Regions from separate parts of the Mus musculus genome. Here region 2 is linked to region 1. Evidence: chromatin contacts called from public Hi-C data. All regions are on one chromosome and are shown on one strand. The core of a region is the stretch at or near the end of the contact, and the rest is flanking DNA. Distances in the headings are between cores, read along the strand shown. Region 1 holds the start of Dnaaf6 (dynein axonemal assembly factor 6). Region 2 has its middle 59 kb from the start of Gm51754.

Evidence for each region. Hi-C and Micro-C count contacts between places; a contact is called where the count stands out from the background.
Region 2: a contact with region 1 is called in a Hi-C map of cortical neurons, with 1.8 times the contacts expected there. The contact joins the enhancer-like site here to the promoter of Dnaaf6 in region 1. A contact is called at or near these places in 3 of 39 promoter capture datasets (cranial neural crest, hippocampal neurons and maxillary cranial neural crest) and 1 of 484 Hi-C or Micro-C datasets (cortical neurons).

Annotation. Positions count from the first base shown.
Region 1 is chr1:31,219,041-31,224,186 of GRCm38.p6, forward strand. Dnaaf6 (dynein axonemal assembly factor 6) reads left to right here and starts at 3,799. Exons shown (of 1, transcript NM_029062.2): 1 at 3,799-5,146. The coding sequence starts at 3,899. The coding sequence ends at 4,555. 4931428L18Rik (RIKEN cDNA 4931428L18 gene) reads right to left here and starts at 3,616. Exons shown (of 3, transcript NR_033445.1): 1 at 3,436-3,616.
Region 2 is chr1:32,090,438-32,094,989 of GRCm38.p6, forward strand. No RefSeq gene overlaps it. Among named protein-coding and RNA genes, the nearest start is that of Gm51754, 59 kb to the right of the region's middle. Within about 2 kb of position 2,739, at least 4 of the 459 cell types and tissues checked have an H3K27ac peak or open chromatin away from gene starts, as enhancers often do. A contact at or near this core is called in cortical neurons, where this site is marked.

The DNA of each region.
Region 1 (5,146 bases), core at 2,549-5,048:
TGTGATCAAAGGGCCGACTTTATCATGCTTTTATTTTAAGAATATATATGACCCTAGAGGTACTCTTGTCTCACTCAGAACTGAGTGATTGGCAAACCTAAAACTCTCTTAGATCTGCTAATTCCTAGTTCATTCTTAAAAAAAAAATCAATATATACATGTACACACACACACACACACACACACATTTATCTTATACAACAGCGTTTTCCTGCTACCTGATATTTAAATAGAATTTTTGTCCTGCCACTGGAACTCATAAAATATTTTTACCCTTGAATCTGCTCTTTTATTTGCATTTTGCGGTTTGACAGTCCCGTTGGTTTTCTGCCTAGAGGAATTTTGAATTAAATTGCCTTTTAGGTTCTAAATTTGTTTTAAAACTCACTTTGAATTGGCTCATAAAACTGAGCCTGTCCTGCTTCAGTTTGATCCCATCCTCAGATTTAAATTGACTTAGACATAAACTGGAGATAATTCTCAATTTTTCTCTGCATTCCAATTGCCAGACTGTTGCCATCCAATTTTATGTTCTTATGACGGAAGCCGAAGACAGCACTGCAACACTTGAGGGGATCTCAGAGCACCTTGGCCCAGGTTCAGACACATTCAGAGGAGAAATTTCAGGAGTGAGGGTAGGTTTTACACAAAAAGTGTATTCAAGCTATTCCAGAAAAGAAGAACTGCCAGGAGGGACACAGGACCCTTCCTTGTGTTATCACCTCATTAGTTCGGATTGCCTGACCCTGGATGTTCTCTGCCGTCAGGGCGAGCTGCTGGCTTTCCATTTCTCTCAGGAAACTGAATCATCCTCACTCCACTGACAATGCCCTTTGGGAACTTAAGTAACAGCACAGTTGGATGTAAACATGTCGCATCCAGTTCTGGTACTTTTTCTTCTAATCTTCAATCACACTGGAGAGTTTATCTATGCTATGTCTAGTCTCACACAGGAAACAACAACAACAACAACACCCAAGCAGTTATTAGGAGCACTAGGCTCCTAATAATTCTGCCTTCCATTCTTTTCACCCATTTTGTTCTGAAATATATAAAAGAATAAAAAAGATATATTGGAGACGGAGTCTTGCTGTCTTGCCCACACTAGCTTTAAAACTGCAAACCTCTTAGAGTAGCTTCTTGTATAGTCAAGATTACAGAGTAGGTCACTGCTTTAGGAGGGAGCAAAATAGTAAGCAAGGCTTTTAATGAAGATTCTATAAACTCTATGGTTGTGTCTTAGGGTTTGTATGTGGATGTGCGTAAGTTACAAAGAGACAGTCACAGAGCTAGAGAGATGGTTCATCAGTTAAGAGTGTTCACCGCCTTTCAAAGGGACTGGAATTCAGTTCCCAACACACACATTGTAACTCTAGTTCTAGAGGAATCTGACACCTCTAGTCTTCGAGGGCACTTCCGCTTTGAAAATCCCACAAGCTTCAGTCTCTTTAAAATATACGAAGTCTCTTTAAGGTTCAAATCTCCCTAAAGTTCGAAAGACTTTTAAACTGGGGGCTCCTATAAAATAAAATATAAATTACATACTTATTTCAAAGAGGAAGAGCCAGGGCACAGTTACAATCAGAATAGAGCAAAACTGAAGTCCAACCATGTAAAGACTTATGGGACTCATGATCTCCAATTGGCTTGGAAAAGCTTCTCCTCTCTGGCTCTGCCTCGCACAACATGCACAGCACATCAGGCTGGCTCTACTCTACAGCTGCGCCCATATTGGCTATGCATTCTGTCGTACTGGCATCTCCAAAGTTCTGCGGGCTGCACTGTGACAGGTCTGCACCTTTTCCAATAACCTCTTCTGAGCTCTCTTTGGGGACTCTGGCTATTCTACAGGGTGTTAAGCCTCAATTTTCTCCCATGACATCTGTAATCCTGGGCTTCACTGTACCTGAGGCTGCACCTTCACCAAGGGCCTTGCCAGGCTCCAAGCCTCAGCTGTTCTCCATGGCTCCTTCATTCCTTTTAAACCAGCACCACCTGGGAAACTCTTACACATTACAAAGTTTGGCTGGCAGCAAATGCACATACAGCCTGAATCCCATCTGGATCATAGCTTCTGTATGCCAAACTTGAGGAAACCCTTTTCAGAAAATTTTACCTCAACAATGCTAGTCTCTTCTTAATCTCAATAGACTCTTCAGATCCCAGGTGATTAAAGAACCACAGATCTTTAATTTAAAATATCACCCAAACAAGTCCGGTAGTTTTTATTGCAATTGATTGATTGATTGATTGATTGATTGATTGAGGCAGGTTTTCTTTGTGTAGCCCTGGCTCTCCTGGAACTCACACAGTAAAAGAGGCTGGCTATGAACTCAGAGATCCGCTTGTTTCTGCTTCCTGAGTGCTGGGACTAAACGCATGCACCACCTCACCTGGCCCTTGTAGTCTTTATATCCTTGTGAAACTCACAAACCAAGTCTGCACTGCCTACATAGCTCTCAGCCTTCTTATCTTCCAAGCTCCCATAGAATAATAGCTTATTGAGCTCTGAGCACCAATGGCTATTCTGTCCATTTTTTCCACACCCCTCCCCAACTGCAAACAATATGGTTAGGTGTATTCCACAGCAATATCCCACAGTCTGGCTAGTATTTTTCATCTTAATTATGATTCATATGGTTGTGATCAAGCATCATGTCCAAAAGCAAATGGGTGGGAAAAAAAGCTTATTCTAGCTCACAACTTTCAGATCACACTCCATCACTGAGACAACTCAGAGCAAGAACTCAAGGCAAGAACATGGAGGCAGGAATTGAAGTACAAGCCATGGAGGAGGGCTGCTTACTGCCTAGACCCCCAAGGCTTCCTTAGCCTTCTTTGTTACCTTCTTTGTTATGTAATCCAGGACCACCTGCCCAGGGGTAGTACTGCCTACTGAGGGCTGGCCCTCCCACATCAATCATTGAGAAAGTGTCCTCCATTTTTGCCTATAGGCCACTTTTATTTTCTCACTTATAATTCACTCTTCCTGGGCTGGAGAGATGGCTGTGTAATCAAAAGCTAGTCGAAACACAAGATTCTTTCTTCCCACCTAGATCTTGGTTAGGTATATGTCAGGTTGGCACAAGTAAAGTAGCGGAGTAGTGTTTTGTCTTCATGTATGTCTGCATACCACATGTGTACCTGGTGCTCACTGAGGTCAGAAAAAGATGCCCCGCAACTGAATTACAGAGTTATAAGCGTCTATGTGGGTGCTGAGAAATAAACCCCAGTTCTCTGGAAGAGCACTGAACGTTAAGTGCTGAGCCACCACTCAACTCCCTCCCAAATAAAAATAAAATACTTTAGAAAAGGAATAGAAACCCACTCAGGTTTTAAAAATGATGCTTAGGAGGAGTGGGGGCGGAGTGGAGGAGGGGGAGAAAAGCTCACTGCAAAAAGCTTGCAGGACAAATGGTAACATCCTGCTCTTACCTCTGTGGCTGAGCCAGCTGGGTATCTGGTCTTCAAAGTAAAGGCAGAGGTGGGGAGAGGCAGTCTGAGAGAAGCGGGAGGACCCGGACTACCGCAGAGAAGCTGTGAACTCTCAGGAGCTAGCATGATGGATCCCACAGCCTAACCCAGGTCGATCTACTTAACTAGAAATGGCAGCCATAGACCCTGAACGGGACGAGCTGGGATTGGCTGCTGCTGGTATTGTTTCAAAGGAGACTCTCCTGTGATTGGCTAGCAGAGTCAAGCAGGAACTAGAGGTGGAAAAGGGAAGTTCAACAAAGTTGTTACCCAGGCAACAGAGCAACGCACAGCGAGTGGCAGTTTATTTTCGGCTCCTAGGCTGTGAACAGCACTGACCAAGCACCTGGGATCCAATTCAGACCTTCTTCCACATTTAGCAAGCACTCTACCCTTGAGGTACACTCTTATCTATATTTGAATAATGGAATCAGAAAATGCTGAAGCTGAGAATGTGGTAACAGGGAATTTGGAAGCAAAGAGCAAGGAAGGTAAAAATATGCAATTTGTGACATTGTCTTCTGCCTGGTCCCTTCAAGCACTATCCAGTCTCCTCAATCCCGAAGAAGAGGATGGTTTTGATTTTGAACAGGGGCAATGCTCATTTACTATTGGAGCCATGGGCCCTGGGAATATTGGACCACCTAAAGCAAAAGAGTCCAAAGCTATTCCTGAACCCAGGAGTGATGAAAGTGAGAACATCTGGAATCCAGAAGAGGTTCCAGAAGGAGCAGAGCATGATGATATATGGGATGTTCGTGAAATTCCAGATTATGAGATTGTATTCCAACAAACTGTGGGAACTGAGGACGTATACCTAGGATTAACAAGAAAGGATCCTTCAACGGCATGCTGCCAGGAGCTGGTGGTGAAAATTAAACTGCCCAATACAAACCCTTCTGAAATTCAAATTGATATCCAAGAAATGCTCCTTGATCTTCGCACTCCTAGAAAGAAGCTGTTAGTAAACTTTCCCCAGCCCGTGGAACGGAACAGTGCTAGAGCATCCTATATCTGGGAAGCTGAAACACTTGAAGTCAGGATGACCGTCCAAAGGGATTTGGATTTTAATATTTCCTGAAACTGTATGAATAAGAAGAGATAGAAAGAAATCATGACAAGAACATTTTTTTTTCTACCTTTGAATACTGGTTGTTTATGTTCTCCCCCCACCCCCGACATATTTTAGAAAGGTTCAGAATTTTAGTGGTGTTTTGATCAAATATAGTCAATTCTATTACTGTTATGACATATGGTTGTTTCATACAATAAGGTGCTGTTCCATTTCTATAGTGAGAGCTGAATAAAATATTTTCAGGTTAACCATCTAGGTTATTACATGGTCAATCACACAGCAGAGCTATGACCATGAAATAAGTGATTCACTTAAATCAGCAGTCTGAAGAACTTCAGCTAACTAATTACATTACCATACAATCTGCTACATAGGGATTTGTCATTATTGTCACCAGAAAAATTCATTTGGTTGCTTTTTCATTGATTTTAACATGATTTAGGATGTTTTCAATCTAGGGCTTCAATATTGTTCTGGAACATATAAGTAAGAAAGGACTATAAATAATTTGCTGTGTCCTGTGAGACACATGTTTATTTGAAAAAGTAATATTTATAGATATATGTGTAGATTCATTTTCTCTTGTTTCTATCTTCC
Region 2 (4,552 bases), core at 1,489-3,988, 870 kb after region 1:
AGAAAGTACCCAAGAAGCTAAAGGGGTCTGCAACCCTATAGGTGGAACAACAATATGAACTAACCAGTACCTCTGGAGCTTGTGTCTCTAGCTGCATATGTATCAGAAGATGGCCTAGTCGGCCATAATTGGGAAGAGAGGCCCCTTGGTCTTGCAAACTATATGCCCCAGTACAGGGGAACATCAGGACCAAGAAGTGGGAGTGGGTGGGTAGGGGAGGGGGGAGGGTATGGGGGACTTTTGGGATAACATTGGAAATGTAAATGAAGAAAATACCTAATAAATTAAAAAAAGAAAAAAGAAAAAAGAAAAAAGTAAAAAGAAAAAGAAAATCCCTGCTAGACACCAGGGCCAAGAAGTGGGAGTGGGCAGGTAGAAAATCAAGTGATTTCATCAATGGAAATTAAAGGCATCAAATGACTTTGTCAGCTTGGAAGAAAAAGACTCTATCGAGTTCTTCAAAACATTTGATTTCCTACAAAGTTTTCAAATGTGCCAAGTATCATACATCCTTTTTGAATGCAGAGAAACTGGATGGTGCTCAACTTCAAATGCAGGGATAATCATTTGCCCCAAATAACTACATTCAGAATTCTCTAAGTATTTGCAATTTTTCAGTATTTTATTTCCTAAAGTGTTTTAAAATCATATATATATATATATATATATATATATATATATATACATACATACATACATATATATATATCTGATATATATATATCAGATATATGAAAGGAATATATATATATATATATCAGATATATGAAAGGAACTCGAGTATTCCTGATGACTGCTGTTGCTCTGAAGATCATCTGCTGTCTCTTCTATTTTACTTTCAATTTCTCTTTCTGGGAATATTTTTCCCCCATTACTCAGTGCTAATCATACTATAATAAAATGAAACTGATGAGGTTCTCAGGAATGAGGAGTGGAGGTGGTCATGAGGCTTTGGAGGACGAGGAACAGGACTGATGTTGGGCTGTAGAGCTATTGGAGAGGATCTAGACAACATAAACACAAAGACCATAAAAGCCTATGTGGTCCTTTGTAGAAATTGTTATTTGCAAGACTTGACCTAGAATTTGCAATTATATGAAGAGATACATGTATCCTGTGGTCCAATGACTGATGTATTAATTATCCAGGGTGAACTTGGGGATATCAAGTATAGAAAATTAAAAATTATTTCAAGAAGAAAAGGCATAGATAAGAAAAAAAAAAGGATAAATCCACAGAAAACAAGCAAATGATAGATGGGTTTATCTTGTTAATAGAAAGGCTTGTATATCATCTAGAAACAAATAGTATTAGAAGTAGAGAACATGAGGCTTTGGAATTGCTAGGATGAGGAAACAAAGATTAGAGAATTAAAAGATGATGCACAAGCATATAGACATGAGGCCTTTGTTCTCCCAGCTACTTCAGATGGCAGTACCTAGAGAGATATTAGAGAGAGCTAGCTGCTTTACTTGCACACATTTAAAAACTTTCTAAGAAATCACTTTAACCCTAGCAGTCTGTCACCTTTCTGTTATTACCTAAAAGTAGTTACTGAAGACTGCTGTCTCTGAACCAGGAAACTGCAAGAGCTGTGCCCAGCTATTCGTGAGGATAAACGAGGCTGCGTAAACCTATGAGGAAATGTGCTTTTGCTCTGTGTTTCGTTTCTCTTTTAAGGAAGCAGAGGTTGGGACTAATGATCCATGACTCATAAAATTTATGTAAATTTAAGAATTTCTAAAAAATATTAGTAATAATGAGCCAAGGCTTGATGATGTAGCTTTAATAAATAGGAGACTGGGTTCAGACTCTCTGGTCAGGAGAAGGAAGAAAGGAGAAGAAGGGAGAATAATGAGAATCTTTGGAGAACAGAGAGAGCACTTGAACTGACAGCTTGCATCCACTTCTGACTCTAAGACATTATTAAATCAGTTCCGCTCCCATTCCCCCTCTCTCAAGACCCTCCTCATGCTGAGTTTGGACCTAAGCGGTTGACTTCATTATTTGCCACCCCTTGTGCATCTGGGAACTGGAAACCTGACTGAGAGTGACAGAAGTATAAGAAAGACAGACACAAGTAATGCAGAGCTGGGGTCAGGTGGGCTAAGCACTCTGAGATGGACTAACAGCACAGCATGTTTGTTACATACAGCATGAGTGAGTCAGAAGGTTAGCTCATCTCAGTGAGAGATCTCTGTAGGGACGAAGTCTCAGGGGGATAAAATCCTTCAGTCACTCAGGACAAGCGAACAGCAGTCCCTATTCTTGTGCATACTTTTTTGAACTGAAAGGTCAAACATATATCAACCCCCATACCTGGACTAAGGGAAGGACTTACCTTTCTCCTTCAGCAGACCCAAAGAAAACCTTGCCATTCCTGTGAGTCTGAGACATTGAGGTCCTCAATATGGCCGTGCTTGCCAGGGTATACTCACTCCCTACAATTATTAATTTTTATGGTCAAAATATTTTCTCAAATGAATTGCAAAGGTTCTAATTCGTTGAACTAGCAAGATTGCTTTATTAGGAGACTGTTCCAGTACATAGATTCCACCCTTAAGGAAGCCCCTGATTCTTCATTCTTACATCTATTTGAACATTGTAACCAATGCAGTACCATTCTGTTCATGAGGAAGCATGCATATTTTCTGTTTACAGCTTGATCCTGCTTCAGGCTTCTAGAATCCTTCCTTTTCAGGAACAATCCTATGTAAGATTACTCACATGCCAGCTTGGTCATTCTGTTGCTATGGTTTCCCAGCAGTCATTGGATATGCTTTGTTGCTTGAAATTATGCCTCAGCATATCCTTATAGAATTTCATTTTTCTGCCGTGATTTTGGTTTGCATAAAGCAGTTATTCAGCCAGCTATTGTAATCCATTTGTTTTTTACTAAGTTTATTTGACTCCAGCAGAAGTGAATGTTTTTCCAAGATTGTGTTGGTTCAGAATTTATGGAGGCTTGTCATGTTAGGCAGACCCTACTGCAAAATTGCTACTGCATGAAGTTGAACAAGTGCCAGGATCTTGGAATCTGGTTTCATGCCACCCTGAATCTGGGACACACTATTTACCCAAGAAGAGATTCAAGGTGACACATCTGTCACTTGCACCTGAGGAGTTACCTTTTGTCCACTGTGACATGTTGGAAGTACTGACATTTAGAATAACATCTAAATCTGTGGCTTACAGTCAAATTATAAATTGTACACTAACACCATTCTATGGGCTATTAGCTTGGATAGGAGCATTTTGCTCTGTTGGTGACACACTTTACTAGCTAGCCTTTCTGAGAACATGCTGGCTTTCTTTATTTTGTTCTCTATTTCCTTGACAACATGCTGTGTAATGATATTTTGCCAAAATAATACAATTCAATAGTAGATTTTATTTTTCATCGCCAGTAAAGAATTTATGTTCCTCTACCATGGTGTAGTCTTTTACCTCTGTAGACGTTAGACTTATCATTAAGTACCTCACTGGATAGTAATTAATAAATATTTATTCAAGTAATTTTATGAAAATCAGAAATAAAAAATAAAAGAATAAAATCTGTTTCCTGAGAAGTGTCCTGTTCTGTATCCCAATTCAGGCTGTGATCAAATTTACTCTATACCACAGGCTAGCTGCACATGTTACTACCACCTTAGCCTCCTGACAGATACGATTATAAGCATACCCCAACAATTTAAGTGATTTGATTTTAATTTTTGAATCAAATTTATTTTTGCAAATTAATCCTCCTACATAAACTTAACATTTAAATTCTTGTTATTTAAATTTTAGAAAATTTTAAATTCTAGAAAATAAAATGTAAAGCAAACAAGAGCACAGCGGAAAATATTGATTAATCTTCATAAGCTCTTTAAAGCTATTGATATACCAAAGTTATACTTTACACACATGTACTCTTTTTAAATCTAGTGCATAAATATTTATATATTTCATTTTATGTCAAATACTTTTATATCCTTTACATGCTAGATGATATCTAAGGTACATTTTTCCATGAAACTTACAACACTAATTCTACATATTAGGAGAGAAGCCTACAATGCCCATTCTCTTAAATTTATCCATGGCTACAGAATATAAGTTAATTACTGATTAACTGAAACCCTTGGAAGGAATGGTAATTATTTGACCTGGCTAGTTAAAAGGCAACTCTATCAACTAACTTGTAGAGTAATTTTAATCATGCAACATGGCTGTTTTGGCAATGGATCACATCCAAAGACATTCTTTCAACCCAGTATCTGTCCTGTCTAAATGAAACAGTGACTCAGGGAATGGACAACCAATGAGAACCTCAACTTGAGACTCCCATGGTTGGGCACCAATACCTGACACTATTAATGACACTATTAATTATTAATGATACTGTAAGTTATAATTGCAGACATGAGCCTAACATAGGTGTCCTCTGAAGGGCTCTACCCAGCAGCTGACTGAAACAGATGAAGATACCCACAGCCAAAAATTTGATGGAAGTCAGGGACCTTTATGTAAGACTTGTGGGCAGGATTAAAGGCCCAGAAGGGGATAAGAA